2 separate regions of the Anas platyrhynchos genome follow, and region 2 is linked to region 1. Evidence: chromatin contacts called from public Hi-C data. All regions are on one chromosome and are shown on one strand. The core of a region is the stretch at or near the end of the contact, and the rest is flanking DNA. Distances in the headings are between cores, read along the strand shown. Region 1 holds the start of PLB1 (phospholipase B1). Region 2 overlaps TTC7A (tetratricopeptide repeat domain 7A).

What was found. Hi-C and Micro-C count contacts between places; a contact is called where the count stands out from the background.
Region 2: a Hi-C map of subcutaneous adipose tissue shows a contact between it and region 1, with 2.8 times the contacts expected there. The contact joins the enhancer-like site here to the promoter of PLB1 in region 1. A contact is called at or near these places in 2 of 8 Hi-C or Micro-C datasets (skeletal muscle and subcutaneous adipose tissue).

What each region holds. Positions count from the first base shown.
Region 1 is chr3:38,530,384-38,537,195 of IASCAAS_PekinDuck_T2T, reverse strand. PLB1 (phospholipase B1) reads right to left here and starts at 3,996. Exons shown (of 60, transcript XM_072035722.1): 1 at 3,163-3,996; 2 at 2,735-2,793; 3 at 798-2,216. The coding sequence starts at 846.
Region 2 is chr3:38,945,976-38,953,251 of IASCAAS_PekinDuck_T2T, reverse strand. TTC7A (tetratricopeptide repeat domain 7A) reads left to right here. Exons shown (of 20, transcript XM_027454067.3): 4 at 3,196-3,326; 5 at 5,015-5,136. Among named protein-coding and RNA genes, the nearest start is that of TTC7A, 19 kb to the left of the region's middle. Within about 2 kb of position 5,076, at least 3 of the 8 cell types and tissues checked have an H3K27ac peak or open chromatin away from gene starts, as enhancers often do. A contact at or near this core is called in subcutaneous adipose tissue, where this site is marked.

The DNA.
Region 1 (6,812 bases), core at 2,747-5,246:
GAATTGTTTTCACAGGAACTCCAGTCACCATACATCTTTTTTCACTAAATTAAAATGCCAGAGCACAATTATTTCTTTGGTTTGTGTTAAGAATGAAAGCCTCCTAACAGTTAATCAGAGCACCTTACAGTCCTATTCATCATTACATTCTTACAGGCAGAGAGATAAAGCAAAGAGCTAATAGGGCCAAGACATCCACAGCATTTTTAGTCCTAGAACACTTAGAAAATTCAGTATCTGGTACTAAATGTGGAATTCACAGAGCCACTACAGAAAACAAAGCTCATCCACCCCCCAGCATCACCACCCCTCACTTTTTTTTCCTCCCCTACATCAATTTGCTCAGATCATACAGAAAGTCTGTGGAAAAGCAGAAATCTGAATAATGATGCCCTAAGTGTCAGAACATTGCCTAACTCATTCAATCTTCTACCACTGAAAAGAAAATTATCATAGACATGAATTTAGAGAAAACTTTTGTCTCTTTCTTGAATGTCTGCACTATTTTGGGGCAGAGCTCACCATTAACTATTTATTAGATTACGTTTTTCCCATGAGAAAACTTCAGTGCCTGCCTAAGATGCTATTGTTCCCCTGAACAGTGGAAACCAAGGCACGTATCTTCTATCTAAAATGATCAGACATACCCCAAATTACATGCAAGATCACAGTTTTACTTTCATATTTTCTTCACCCTGCTTGAAGACTTGTGCTATACACCCACCTTGCAACAACTAAAAATATAGGTTCCTAAATACCGCGTAACCAGAATTTTCAAAGAACATTTCAATTCTTACCTTCTAAGGAAAGCAACCAAAGGAAAAACAGGCCTAACAGTAGTTTCATGATAAGTGCCTCTATGAACAGATAACTTGGAGTGCTGTTGGTTAGCGTTTACGGCTGCTAGGAAAGAAATTCCCCTCTTTTTCCTCTTTTATATTCTACCAGGTTGATAACTCAGCAGCCATAAAATTTATTAGCCTCTTTACCTTTGGAAAGCAAAACAACGATAACATTTGCATTTCTTATTTCAAGGAGCTCTGCAACCTTAGTTTATAAATAGCCCCATCCATGGGTCAAAGGAGTAAAGTGGCACAGCTTCTCCCACTTCTCCACTAGGCACTCCAACCCAGCATTTTGCTCATCCTTTCTGTCTATGAGGCATTAGCTACACGATTTATCAGAGCAGACTGCAGCGGGGAGCAGCAGTAGCTTTCAGGTTGCTGCCAGTGATAAACACCACGCAGAACAGCACGTGACTAGCAGGTGTATTTTATTGCCAGTGCAACGAATGAGCACTTACAGATTTGCATAGTTAGCATATAGCAGACATGTTGCCCGCATTCTACTTTAAAACACTTTAACAGCTTGTTAGTGTCACACAGCGCAAACCGTGCAAACGCTCTCGTGGGATGTAACGAAATCTAGTGTCCTGTTAAGACTTCTGCCTGTGTTCAGAGAGAACCGGTCTCTTTGCAGGGGAGCTCTCAGCAAATATCAGCACTAAGGTCACACAGGTCAACTTCCAGCAGAGTCAAGGCTCTTCCCTGCAGTGCACAACACAGTAACTTATTAGTCTGTCTCTACTGAACACGGAAGGAGGCTCAGTTTCTTAGGCTACAGGGCAGTTCAGCCCTACATAGCAGGACACATCCACCCAAAGTTGTGTTCTTCCTCTTCTCTCCTTTTGATTTTTCCTTGCCTTCAAACAGCCTCACACTGCGCCTCTCTTCCACTAGATCCAGAGCCACTGTGTCCTTCCGAAAGCTGATTTATCTCATTGAAACTCCAAAAACCTAAGTTTGAGTCCCAGAGTATTGTGAAGAACAGAGACACCACAGAAGAGCATGGGATGGTCACGATCTGAGCGAGGAGAGCAAGTCCTGCATCCAGCACAGCTCTACCTTGCGCTGTGAAACCCTGCCCCGAAGTGAGATAATGTAAATATATCCCTCACAAGTGGCTGAGCCCAAACACCTCGTCAGGGATGTATCACCTCTCCTGGCACCCGAGCCCATAACATTCCTGATAGTGGGAGAATAAGAATAAAGGTACAGAGGGAAGTAATGCAGAGCCTGTACGGTACTATCAGCGCCGGCAGTAGGCAGGTTAGTGAAGACCTCTGCCTATATCCCATGGGATGAAGCAGTAGTTGTCCTTCTGGCAAGTTTTCCTTCATTGTGGCATTCCTCATAGGTATCTGCCAAGACAAAGCACTGGTGACAAGCAGTATAGCTCACTCTGCCCTCATTATGTCAGACAATGTTCAACAACAAACAGGATTTCACACTGAGTTGACCACAAACTAGCATGGTCCTAAGGCCCAGGCTGATCAGACTTACAGACTAGTTTTCCTGATTTGAACAAGCACCATGACCTGACAGCTAAAGTGCCAGTTCAGGGCATACCATGCCTATAGCACACCACAGGCACTCCAGCACTGCAGAGGAATTTTATATACACACAAGTCAGTATCAAACAAGACAGTAGGACTACATCAATGTTTAGATGCAGGCAGTCAGCCCAAGCATCACGTATTTGAGCATGCATACAGTGTGCCCAAGTCTGCAAAACCCTGGCTACAACACCTTCACAGCAGCCTGATCACTCCTGCAGATTCAAACACACACAAGTGACTGCTGCACTGCAACATTACACTCCCGAGCAAGACTCCGCTACTCCCTCAGTTACAGCATTCAGATCTAACCCCTGAAGAGCATCCTGTTGTCCTCACACAAAGCTCTGGGGTGTCCTCTGGTCTCTTCTGAGCCTCCTGACACCCAACTGGACCTCCTGCAGAGATAATAGGAGAATGTTTAAGAAGGGCAACTGCTTCAGTAAACAGCTTAAAATGCTTAAGCAAACCACTGACACCCCTGATATCTCAGGCAAGATAGCTCATCCTTCAAATGGCTTTTTATGGCTTTATGGCTGAAATTTGATATTATTTGAGGAAATGCACTGCACAGATCTTGCACCCACTTCACTTTGCAAAAAAATGAGAAAGTAAAAAATATATTTAGAATATGAACAGCTATTACGCAGAATAACATAGAAGTAAGAATCTGCGCAGATAGGAGAAAAGTTCGTCCACCCCCCAGTCTCTAACCTCATCCCAGCACAAACATACCATAGGCCTCACCAGTACAAACAGCTGCTCACCTCCAACATAACAGCATATTCAACTCCGAGAAAGAGGAGCTTGTTCCACATCAGGGTCTCACAACAAGAAACCTGGTTTGACACCCTAGCTCCTTTGACCAGGAGTAAGGTAGCAAAAAACTAGAAGCTTACACACCATCAGAATAACCCATGGGCCAGCAGCTCCGCAAACTGGCTTAAAACAGAGCTCCTGGGACCATTGGCAGGGCTGGTGAGGCCCCAGGTGAGGCTGGTCAAGGCCATCATGGCCTGTGAGTCAGTATGGCACTGTGCAGATGGGAGTTTCCTCTAGTGGTCTTTGTCATTAGGTACAAGGGTTTGTGGCTGTTTCATTCCTCAGCAGAAACTTCTCATTAAGTCTGAGAAACAGCCTCCTTAAAGAACTGGAATGTTTAAAATTTTAGAGAGAAAGCTTCTTCGTCACTGTACACCAAGCAAAAGAAGGAAGGTAGCGTTAATTCATACATTTGCCATAAACCACAGCTCCAAGAGTAAGAATTAGGTCTTCAGACTCTGTGACGTGCTCCAGAAGGGAAATATCACTAACTGCAAGGCTTGTAAGTCTTCTGTAAACACTTCTTCCTACCACCCAAGCATCAAAATAGCTCCTAGATTGAATAGCAAATAGCAGGTGGCAGCAAAGATCAAAGAAGCTGGCAAGAGAGAAGAGAGAATTTTCTCACAGACGGAGAAGGTGTCAGAGAGGAGCTGAAGCTTCTCCATCACTGCAAGGACAAAGCCACATCTCACAGAAGCTGTGGAGAGCTGCAGCCCATGAGCCAACCCCCAGCTGACAGCATTTAGGAATACCCCAGGGAACTGCAGCCACATAGCTAATTACTTAATGGTCTACAGAACATCTTCTGCCTTGCCTAAAGCACCTCCTGCTGCTGCTTGGGTGGGACAGGCAGCTGGATAGACTTTGTACCTGATCTTGCCTGTGTTGTGTCAGTCTTCTTGTCATCTGCCCTGGATGAGAAAGTTAATGACACAACTGTGTGGAAGAGCTTTCTGAGGAACATGGTGGTTAAGAGCAGTTTTGTGCCTCTGTATTTTCTCCAGCAAATGTACCTGTTTCACATATCTAGGCCCAAGGGAGTGAAACGCTACAAAACCAAAAGTCAGGCCACTATTAGAGCTCTAAAGTGAGCAACACCCAAACATATATTCAAATACATGCTCTCAAACATGTTAGTCAGAATTTCTGGCCTGTTACCATGTTTTTAGGTAGATTATAATAATACCTAAGAGCTTCACCCCTCATATATTGTATGGGAGGTAGAGGTGGGAAAGTCAATGGATTTCTCTACCTTGCCTTTAAGTTTTGCTTTATCTGCTCACTCAAATGGAGCTTTTTCCTGCATTCCTTTTTCCTCATGTAGAATATTGAAAACCAGAAACCCTGACAATCTATTTGTGTCCTCACCTATAGGACCAGTGTTTTAAAATGCAAAGTAATGAATCTATGGCTGCACCTTTAAAGAAAAACCAACAACGCAGCACTCAACCACTCATAATTAAACACAAAATGATTGCCATCACACACACAAACTTTTACTGTATGTTAGGGACATAGTTCTTTCAGCTGCTAATAGGCAAAGGCCATATATCAGAGGGTAATGTAATCACACCCACAGAACTGTGATGTTACAGCAGCACAGCAGAGGACTTACTGTTGAAATATAAAGCTGACTGATTCTCCATTTCACTTGAAGGTTCAGCCTGTCTGTGCCTTGTGAATGCTTCAGCTAATCCTACTGCCTAGCCAAGGCTTTAGATCCTGAATTTTTTATTCAGGAAGCATATCCTTGCATTGTTCCATCCATCACACCCCAGTCTGTAATGGGTAGACCATTAGAGTAGTGTGGAACGGCTATGAATAAATCATATACCACAGTCAGACGTGTTATCGTGATGTGCCGTTGCCTTGTCTTGCTGCAATCCACGTTGCTGGTAAGCTCAGTGCGTGCTGCGGACCTAAACAGGAGATCTGCCACCTCGGGAGAGGCCAGGAGTGCAGCAGAGGGTCAGGGCATGAAAGGATGCCAAGGGCAGGCAGAGACATCAGCCCCAGGGCAGGAATCCTGCAGCAGCAGGCAGGAGCGCTGCCCAGTTTAAAGGAGGCTGCTACCATCTGCTGGAGAGACTGCAAATACTCAGTGGAGAAGAAGAAACCAGAAGTTTATTTGGTCATTTCGGGCAGGAGCTGGAATACACCTCTCCGCATGTGGTGAGGCAACAGAAAGCAGGCGAAATGCCTCCTAATATTTGGCTCTCCCCTTAAAACACAGGTTTCTGGAACTGCTGGCAGGGAGGGTCTTAGGCGTTTCTATCATGGCTTTCAGAAAGGAATACCTGTAAAAACAAGTGCAAACGAAAAGCCTCAAATACGCTTCTGACTGTGAATTTGTCTAAGCTGAGCACATGACTGGAGCACTGGACTCTTCGCTTGGTTATTTGGGATTGGCAGAGCTGCTATAGAGACTTGAACTGTGGCAATAAATGTCAGTGAGATCACTGCTGAAGTTATGTCCATGCTTTGGATAAGCCATGAAGCAGCAGCCTCCTGCAAACACCCAGCAGTAGCCCAAGGCAGCAGCATTACAACAAGACCTCCGGCCCCAAAAGTGAACGAAACTCAAAATTTAACCCTTATGCCTGCAGGGGGGCACAACCTCCCGCAGTGAGTGTCTGACTGGCAAGGGCGCAAGCCCTTTAGCTGCTGGCATGGAAGGAAAGCCCAGAGCACATCTCCATCAGCTGTGCCTGGCTCTGCTGTGAGGCTGGTCCCACCCCATTAATTAATTAATATTAATTAATAATAATTAATACCATGACTGGAAACTAAAATTCAGGTCTGGAAAGAGTGCCATGTTTCAGGCCCGTTTCAGGTGTGCCAAGCACTTGAAAGAAGAGCATGTATGAAGTGCTGCCCTCTTCCCATCTTAGCTGTGAGTCTGCAAAGGCTGTCACAGTGTCAACGGGGAAAGGGCCAGGGGCTGCACCCAGCAGGAGAAGTGAGCTCTGCTCCCCTCTTCTGCATGGGAGCTGCCAGTGACCCCCACCCAGCTCAGGGAGAGCTTCTGGAGCCTGCCCACACCTGCAGAGGCACAGCAGAGCTCCCATCCTCGGACATGCACACCGTGTTGGGTCTGCTTCTTTGGCTGTGCACACAAGAATATACCCTGAGGGGGCTCTCAGGGCGAGTGGGCTGCAGATCATGCTGTCGGTGAAATCCCCACAGCTCCACAGAAGCGAGGAACCCCAGTGCTGGGTACAGGGGGGTCCCTCAGCTCATCACTGCCTTTCTGCTGGTCAGCCGAGGCCCAGCTATGGCTGAGAGCACCAAACAGCACAACTCAAAATTCGGAGATCTTCTGCAAAAGACTCTTTGCTCACATTACTGCAGCGTGAGGATTAGTTTAAGTCTCTGGGCTGCAAGAAGACCAGATACTTCCCATGGCCTCGTCTTCAGCTGGCCCCTCTGTTATCAGATCAGGAGATAATGCTGGTTTCTGAAGAGCCCTGTTTACAGCCCCAGCCTTGGAGAGTCAGCTGGTGCTAGCACAGCCGTGAGACAGCAGCACTGGCAGGAAGGCAGATAGCAAAGGAAGCAGTCTGTCCGCCTCCGATAGGCGTGGGGATGGTGT
Region 2 (7,276 bases), core at 3,827-6,326, 410 kb before region 1:
AGCTACCAAGAAAGCATATAACTTTATACTTTACTTGGAAGTTAATTCTGAGTAAGAGCCACGCTTTCTTGCTAAATCCCATGTGGCGGTACCATGCGCTCTGTGATTTTTCTGAAGCTTTTTGGGAACTGAGTTGAATTAAAAATGTATGTTATGCTGCAAAGGTCTTTCTGCGCTGATAGCTGAGGAGCGGAGCAGAGTTGGTGGGATTTATGGCCTCAGGACTGGAGGGTTTGTCAGTAGTGCTGTCCACACGCAGCTGCAACTTGAGGAAACCTGCGGTTGTTGGGGCTTTGCACTGTGGGAACTGAACCAGTGGCTGCAGGAATAAGGAGTTCTTATTCTTCTGTTCTTTGTTTTGTCTGCTGGATTTGCAGTCTGCTTGCTCTGATTTTTCTTCTCGTGTTTCTGTGGTAGGGACGAGCAGCCTTGTTCAGGTTCCGTAGAGGATCTTGCATGCTGGTGGCATCAGGTCAGCACAGACAGTATGAGCAGAAAGCACTATGACTAATTTCGCATCATGTGGGTCAGTTTTCCCTCTTGCCCTTTACAAGTGGAAAAATGTTTGCAATGTAGCATACTATCTCCTTTTAATGCATCATATATTGCTCTCTATTTACTGTGGCAAGGAATTTTATTACCCTGTCTCTGATCGACCCCACCTCTGTTTTTCTGCCTGCATGGATGGCATGTTTGTTGTCAGCACTCGGTGCTGGCAGAGGCTGCTTGTTTTCCTCCCCCACATCAGAGCTTAGAGATAGTAGCTCCTTGCAGTGGGCTGTAGCATGCATGTAAATGGCTTTTATCAGCCTGTTCTCTCTGTGTGACATCTCCCACGATAACCGCCCCCATGCAGGCTGTGCTAGGATGGCTCTTGCAGCCTGATTAGATGCTGCATGAATGTCAGTGGGTTGTACTGGGCTTCTTTCAGGGTCCTTATCCCTAATTTGTGCTTCGTGGGACGGTGCCTCTGAAATGCAACTCCTTTTTTTTTTTTTCTAATTTGTTTTCTGTTAAGGGGAATGGCTGGGTATTCAGAGGTAGATAAAACTGAGATGCATCTGAGAAGAATAAGTTGATGTAATGTTTTCTCTGCTGAATGTTTTCTCTTTTTGTATAGAGAGTTAATTTCCTCTTTTCCCCTTCATTACATAGCGACAGGGTAAGGAAATAGGAGTTTGAAATACGGGGAGGGGGAACCCCATGATGTAAAGCCGTAGACTTCAGAAATGGATTGGAAGACAAAATCTGTGGGATGCTGCTTCTCCAACACAAGATGGATGTCCGTAGAAAAGAGACACCACAGAATGGGTGCTAGTGAAGAACAGCAAAATAATTATTGTCCCCCAAATGCTGTCAGTTTGAAGTAGATTTAAAAAGTAGATTTAGCTTAGATATAAGGAAGGAATTTTTTACTGTGAGGGTGATGAGGCACTGTAACAGGTGGTGAATGAGAGAAGCTGTGGATGTCCAACCCCTGGAGGTGTTTAAGACTAGGCTGGATGGGGCTTTGGGCAGCCTGGGCTGGTGGGAGGTGTCTCTGCCCATGGTAGGGGGTTGAAATTAGGTGATCTTTAAGGACTCTTCCAACCCTAACCGTTCTGTGATTTTGTAAATCTACTTCCCCTGCTCTGCTCTGGTCAGGATTTTCAAAAGTGCAAGGTACAGATGAGTGTTTCCACTAGATGGGTTCTTCTGGAGTGGGCTGTGCACCCCTGAATTGGGAGAGGGCAGTGGGGAACCACCTCCTGAACTTATATCTGTGGGGTATCTTCTCTTCTGCACCCACTGAACTGACTGCTCACGTCTGGCTCAATTGCAAAGCATGAGATAAGGAAACTCATAGTGCAGTTACCAAGGGGACAAAACAGAAACTGAATGTGGGAAGTAAACAACGCTGAGGCTGCCTAGGAACCTCAGGCTCCACAGCTCGAGTGCTCCTACCACAGCGTTCACCGCGGGGTAGTCCCCATGGCCTCCTCACAGCGGTTTGCCACAAGACTCCCAAAACGAGCTGTGCTGAGGTGCTCAGGGCTGTGTGAGACAAGGAGAGTGTGTGGTTCCTGGTGTACGTGTTGTAGCTCCGCGTGTGGGGCAGAGGCCTTTGCTGCATGCTGCAGTGGTCCAAATTGCTTCTCTGGAGAGCCTGGAAGGCAGCTCGTCTTTCATACCTCCATGGATTTGTGTCAGGAAGGCCAGGAGTTTGTATTACAAGATTTTTATTATTATTAGGGAGTGTTATACATAAAACTTATTGGGAAACGTGTATGGAACAGTTTACGACCTGCGTGGGCTACTGGGCATCCCTGCAGTTGCTTTGATGTAGAAGGCCTGAGCTGCCAAACAGTGATGTGTTGTGGAGATGCGCTGTGGCATAAGTATATGAGAATCTATGTAGATCAAAGTAAAAAGTGTGCAGATAAGCAGCCTCTCCAAGTAGACCTAGATATATAGAGGATATAGTAGTAGGATGCTAGACAAAGATCAAATAATAAAGAGTTCTGCTGTAGGGGCATTAGCTGTGGGTCTCCAATTAACATGATGTATATTTATGAGAGGGGTTGGTTGGTGACACAAGGAACAGTTTGAGTAGTACAAAAAACAATTACTTTTTTCTTTGGAAAGGAGGGTGATCGTGTAGTTGAAGAGTCTCTTATGTCTTGTCAAGAGCTTGCTGTGTGTCCGTGTGCAATCTGCATGTGCTTAGACTTTCCACAAGAGGCTTCAGATTTTCCAACTCCGTTTTATCTTTTTCCAAGTTTGTTCCTCAAAACTGCTGCCATTGAAGGCTTCACTTGGAATAGTGGACACTTAGAAACCCTCAAATCCAGTGCCAGGGTGTTTCTGAAATAGCACTTGTGTTGAAGCACCCAAAATCTATAGCCATTTTTGGAAATACAGGCCATAATTTCTCTGTTTGCTTGTCCCTGCCAGGGGGACTGTATGTCCTTTCTTCATAAAATCTTTGAAAGGCACCGTAGAAGCATGCAGTGGTACCATAGCTTAGAGCAGCATGACAAAAAATGCCTTGCATGTGTAGGAATTTTATTTTCTTGGTGTCTTTTCCTAAAAGTCCCTAAAACTAGGGAGAAGCCTACCTATGGAAAAGCCTTCCTATCAGCTGGTAAACAAAAGTATAGCATGGCTCTGCTGCTGTTGGGGGCTGCAGTTCAGGAAGGTGCTGCTATTTTGCAGGTCTGTCGCTGGAGCGCTCGACCAACTCAATCGCCTCACGCGCTCGCCTGTGTGAGAGGGAGGAGGAGGTCATGGCTTGTTTCGAGACTGCGTGTGTCGTTGCCCAAGTGTACTTGCAGGAGCTTGAAAAGGTAAGAAGTGTGCTCAGGGTGTTACCTGGTGACCTGGGTGGGACATAGAGGGATTTTGACAGCAGAACTGGTGGCGGAAAGGTCAAGTGATAGACGAGGAACATGAGAACAAGCCTGAAAGAATGAAGTGCCTTAGCATTTCTGTGGGCTGAGTTTTTCAGTATAAGCAGTTGCAAAACAGCTGTTTATCTGGTCTCTGCCAGTTTCTTCTGAGCATGACGTGTGGAAACCAGTTTTGCCTGCGGTAAAGCTTTGAATACTTCAGATATGCTTGAGTCTTTATCTCAAGTTTAGCTCTTACTAAGGAGGGATGACAGGCTTTGCATAGCAAGCACCACCATGAAGGAACCCGAGATGTTTTACGTATCTGCAATGTAAGTGATACACAGCACTGGATATCGAGATCCCTCATGAGCTCAAAGTAACCTTTTGGGTCGACGATAGCAGTTTAATTGCTCGTGCTTCGCCTTTTCCAGGTGAAACTGGAGGAACCTGGATCAGTATCAATTAACTGCTTAGTCAGTGGTTGGCTAGGATGCTGGGTACTGTGAGCTCTGCACTGAGCTGTAATCCATGCCACTGATTTACTGGGCACATGCTTAGAGATCTCTGTATCTGCTGCTTTGCCTGCTTGCATTTAGCAGGGGCACACCGTAAGTTTTCACACCCTGTCCTCTGCCACGCATTATGCTTGACACGAGCATCACTGAGGCAATGAATGTTGCCTATTGTTCTGTAACTTAACTGCCTTTTACCCTCTGACCTGATATTTCTGCTCTTCTCAGTGGCAACGGTGTGTTTGTTCCAGATTTTATTTTAAATTGCATTAAAACAAGAAAAATAAGCTTGGGACGCACACAAAAATCCATGAGGAAAGCCAGATAACAATTTATTTGGTCTGTTTTTTGTAAGGAAAAAGCTACTTGTCTTTATATTTAAAATTAAGTACTGCCCTCTCCTTGCAGAAGGACCAGTTCCTGCCAGTACTGGGCACTGTAAATGTTTTTACTGACAATTTGTGTATGCCAAGAAGAAAAAGAGTTTGAATATCAATTCATTCATCTTCTGGACTCAGAGGGATGCAGGATTCATATACTCAAAGTCCATAGGTCCTTTTCATTCCTGTTTTGGAGCGTCTACATAGTGCAGCTTACAGCAATGAAAGCTGTTTGTTAGCCCTACTGGAAGAGACAGTTTCTAAGGAAGCCAAAGCAAGAGGGGTTTGGTAAGGCTAGAAGAGCAAAGACTAAAATTCTTCCATTGATACTCCTTAGAGTTTACTAACTCTTACAAATATTTACATTATATTAAGCTGGATATACTCACTTAAACATTGTGTTTATATTTCTGTGCAAGCTGCTGGATCTGTGTGGTTGGAGTAATATTTCTGAAGCCCTCGATATTAATGTGTAGCTTTCCACTTTATTAAAAGTGTAAAGTAGTAAGGGGTGGTGCTTCAAAACTCACATTGCACACGGGATGTTTCATGGAAGTCACTGTATAGTTCATTTTAAAGTTGACTTCGGAAGGTTTTTTGAATAGCTGATGAAAGTAAGATTTCAAGTCCTCTGAGGAGGAATCTGAAGGTTGAAGACAGTAACATTTTGTTACTGGCAATATCTCTGGCTCATGAGGAAATGGCTCGTTCAAAGAGTTGTCTGTAATCCCACTGGTTTCTTTCCTTGCAGACCTTAAACAGCACACATTCAAGGAGTATAAAGGGCAGCAACATGACGTACTCTGAGTTTGAACTGTCCTACTTCCTGGAAGCAGCTCTACAGAGTGCCTACGTGACTCATTTAAAGAAGGGGTAGGTGGATGCAGATGTTAATAAAAATAGATAGTACTGCATGTTTTGTCTCAGAACAGATGAAAGCTTCTTTCTTCATATGTTCTGTTGTGACTTTTTTTTTCTGCTGCTGGCTCGCTTCAGGTTTTCTTTGTGGTCTCCCTTCCCCACACCCTATCCTAATTCTCAGTTTTCCGGACCCACAAGTAGGGTGGAGTAGAACAGTTTTGTTGTCTTGACTCAGCTTTGCTCCCTGTGGAGATGAGGGGAGTCTGACCATAGAGAGTGAGTGGAATTTAAACACTGCTGAGTTTTTTTTAGATGCTCAGCCACAAGACCTGGTTTAGAGCTCAGTCAAGTCTTAAGGGTTGTTTCTTTTTATTTTTTTAAGGTCTTAATGTCCTGATCAAAACCCCAATTCTGTGTGGTTTTACCAGAGACAGTGCCCACCCTCCAAAGCTGTAGAAGAGGGCATGGTGACCCCTAAAATAGGCAGTATCTTCAAACTCCATTTACTTGATGGGAGGATTGCCATGTGGGGACAATCTGTTCACCACTTGTAAACAACACTTGTAAGAGTTCTTCCTTCCCTGCTCCTGTGTTTGTAGCATATTATCACATTTGTTTTTAAGGAATCACATACTGAATTTCTCACTGCTCTGTGTAGTATCACTGGTCAAACTTCTTTAAACTTCCTTAAGCAAACCACCTTTTCAAAGTATTTCATCTTGGTTGTGTTTTTTTGTTTTTTTTTTTTACCTTCACTCCTAAAGAAATTTTATCTCCTTTTCTTCACTCTGAAGGAAGAGTGGAATGGAGAAGGAAGAGGAAAATAAAAAATATGTGAAGAAGGAAGAGAAAGAAAACTAGGGAGGGAAATAGCAAAAAAAAAAAAAAAAAAAAAAAAAAAAAAAAAAAAAAAAAAAACAAAACAAAAAAACAGCTTCGATTCTTCTGTAGAAAAAAAAAAAGATACCTCTCCTCTCTGTTTGAGGAAGGACAGTTTCTGTTCAGGTTTTTCTTACATTTTTTCCCCCAGTAACTATTTAAATGCAGCTGTGATATGAATATCCTATACTATGAGTATCCTTGGTGTTCTACATTGTTTCATGTGAAGTCAGGGTTAAAAACCTGCATGTACAGTGAAGTTGTACTTGCAAGCATGTCCATGGTAGGTGCCTTCAGGTAAGTCTTGTTTAACCCAAAGGCTTTATTCACAAGCCCAGATGTCATGGAATGACCCGTGTAGTCAACTGAGTATGAGTCTATGTGTAAAGAAGTACGAGGTTATAAGTATAAGGCATAGTCTTAGCATCATCTCAGTAATCTGGGAGAGGTACGTGGTTTTCCCATGTGAGGTGGTGGTTGTCCAGCTGTAGCACAAAGAGTAGGCTTTATTAGTCCTTTACTGGTTTGGTGGCGAACAAAAGCTCAGGTCTTGCCAGTAAGCTCATTAACTATGTAATAAAATAAAATCTCATTTAGAACATATGGCACTGATGTCCTCTAGGCACCTTTTGAATAACGAACTCACTCGTGTTCCTTTTATTCAGCAGCATTTTAAATTCAGTATTCATCAGTTCAGTATATCCAGTGGGTTGTTTCAGCTGTTACTGGGAGCCCTACTTGCTCCCTTCCCACGTTATTTTAATGATAGCCTTTAAAAAAAAAAAAACTTCTAGAAAACAATTTGGAAACAAAATATGTGTGTGAATCAAGAACTGCTTTGATTATAAGCTGAATTGCTGCACGAGCAGCGAAATGTTCTCTGTGGCTGTCTCCTGATGGAAGAACAGCCTTGGAGCTGGTTTGGCTGTGGCAGGAACAAAGCTCCATTTGCTTTGCACTTCGTCAGTGCAAATCAGAGGCAAGATCCAGTGAAATTAAAGGGCCAATGGGAAAATAAGACAAACAGGAATCCCCAGATTGTTTCTGTACCTTCTGCTTGTGTTAGTGTGCATTTTCTGCCACGAGAGGGCATAAGCAGCATTGGGATGTATTAAGGAAGGGGGGTTGGGTGAGGGGAGAAGGTTTTTCCTGTATGTAATGAATCTCTCCACCCAATATCCAGAGGCTCAAAGAAATGTTGTTGGTTTCAGCTTGTCCAAGTAGGAAATAGGCCTTTGATCTCCCAGGCTGATGGGGGATAGGTCCTAGGAAA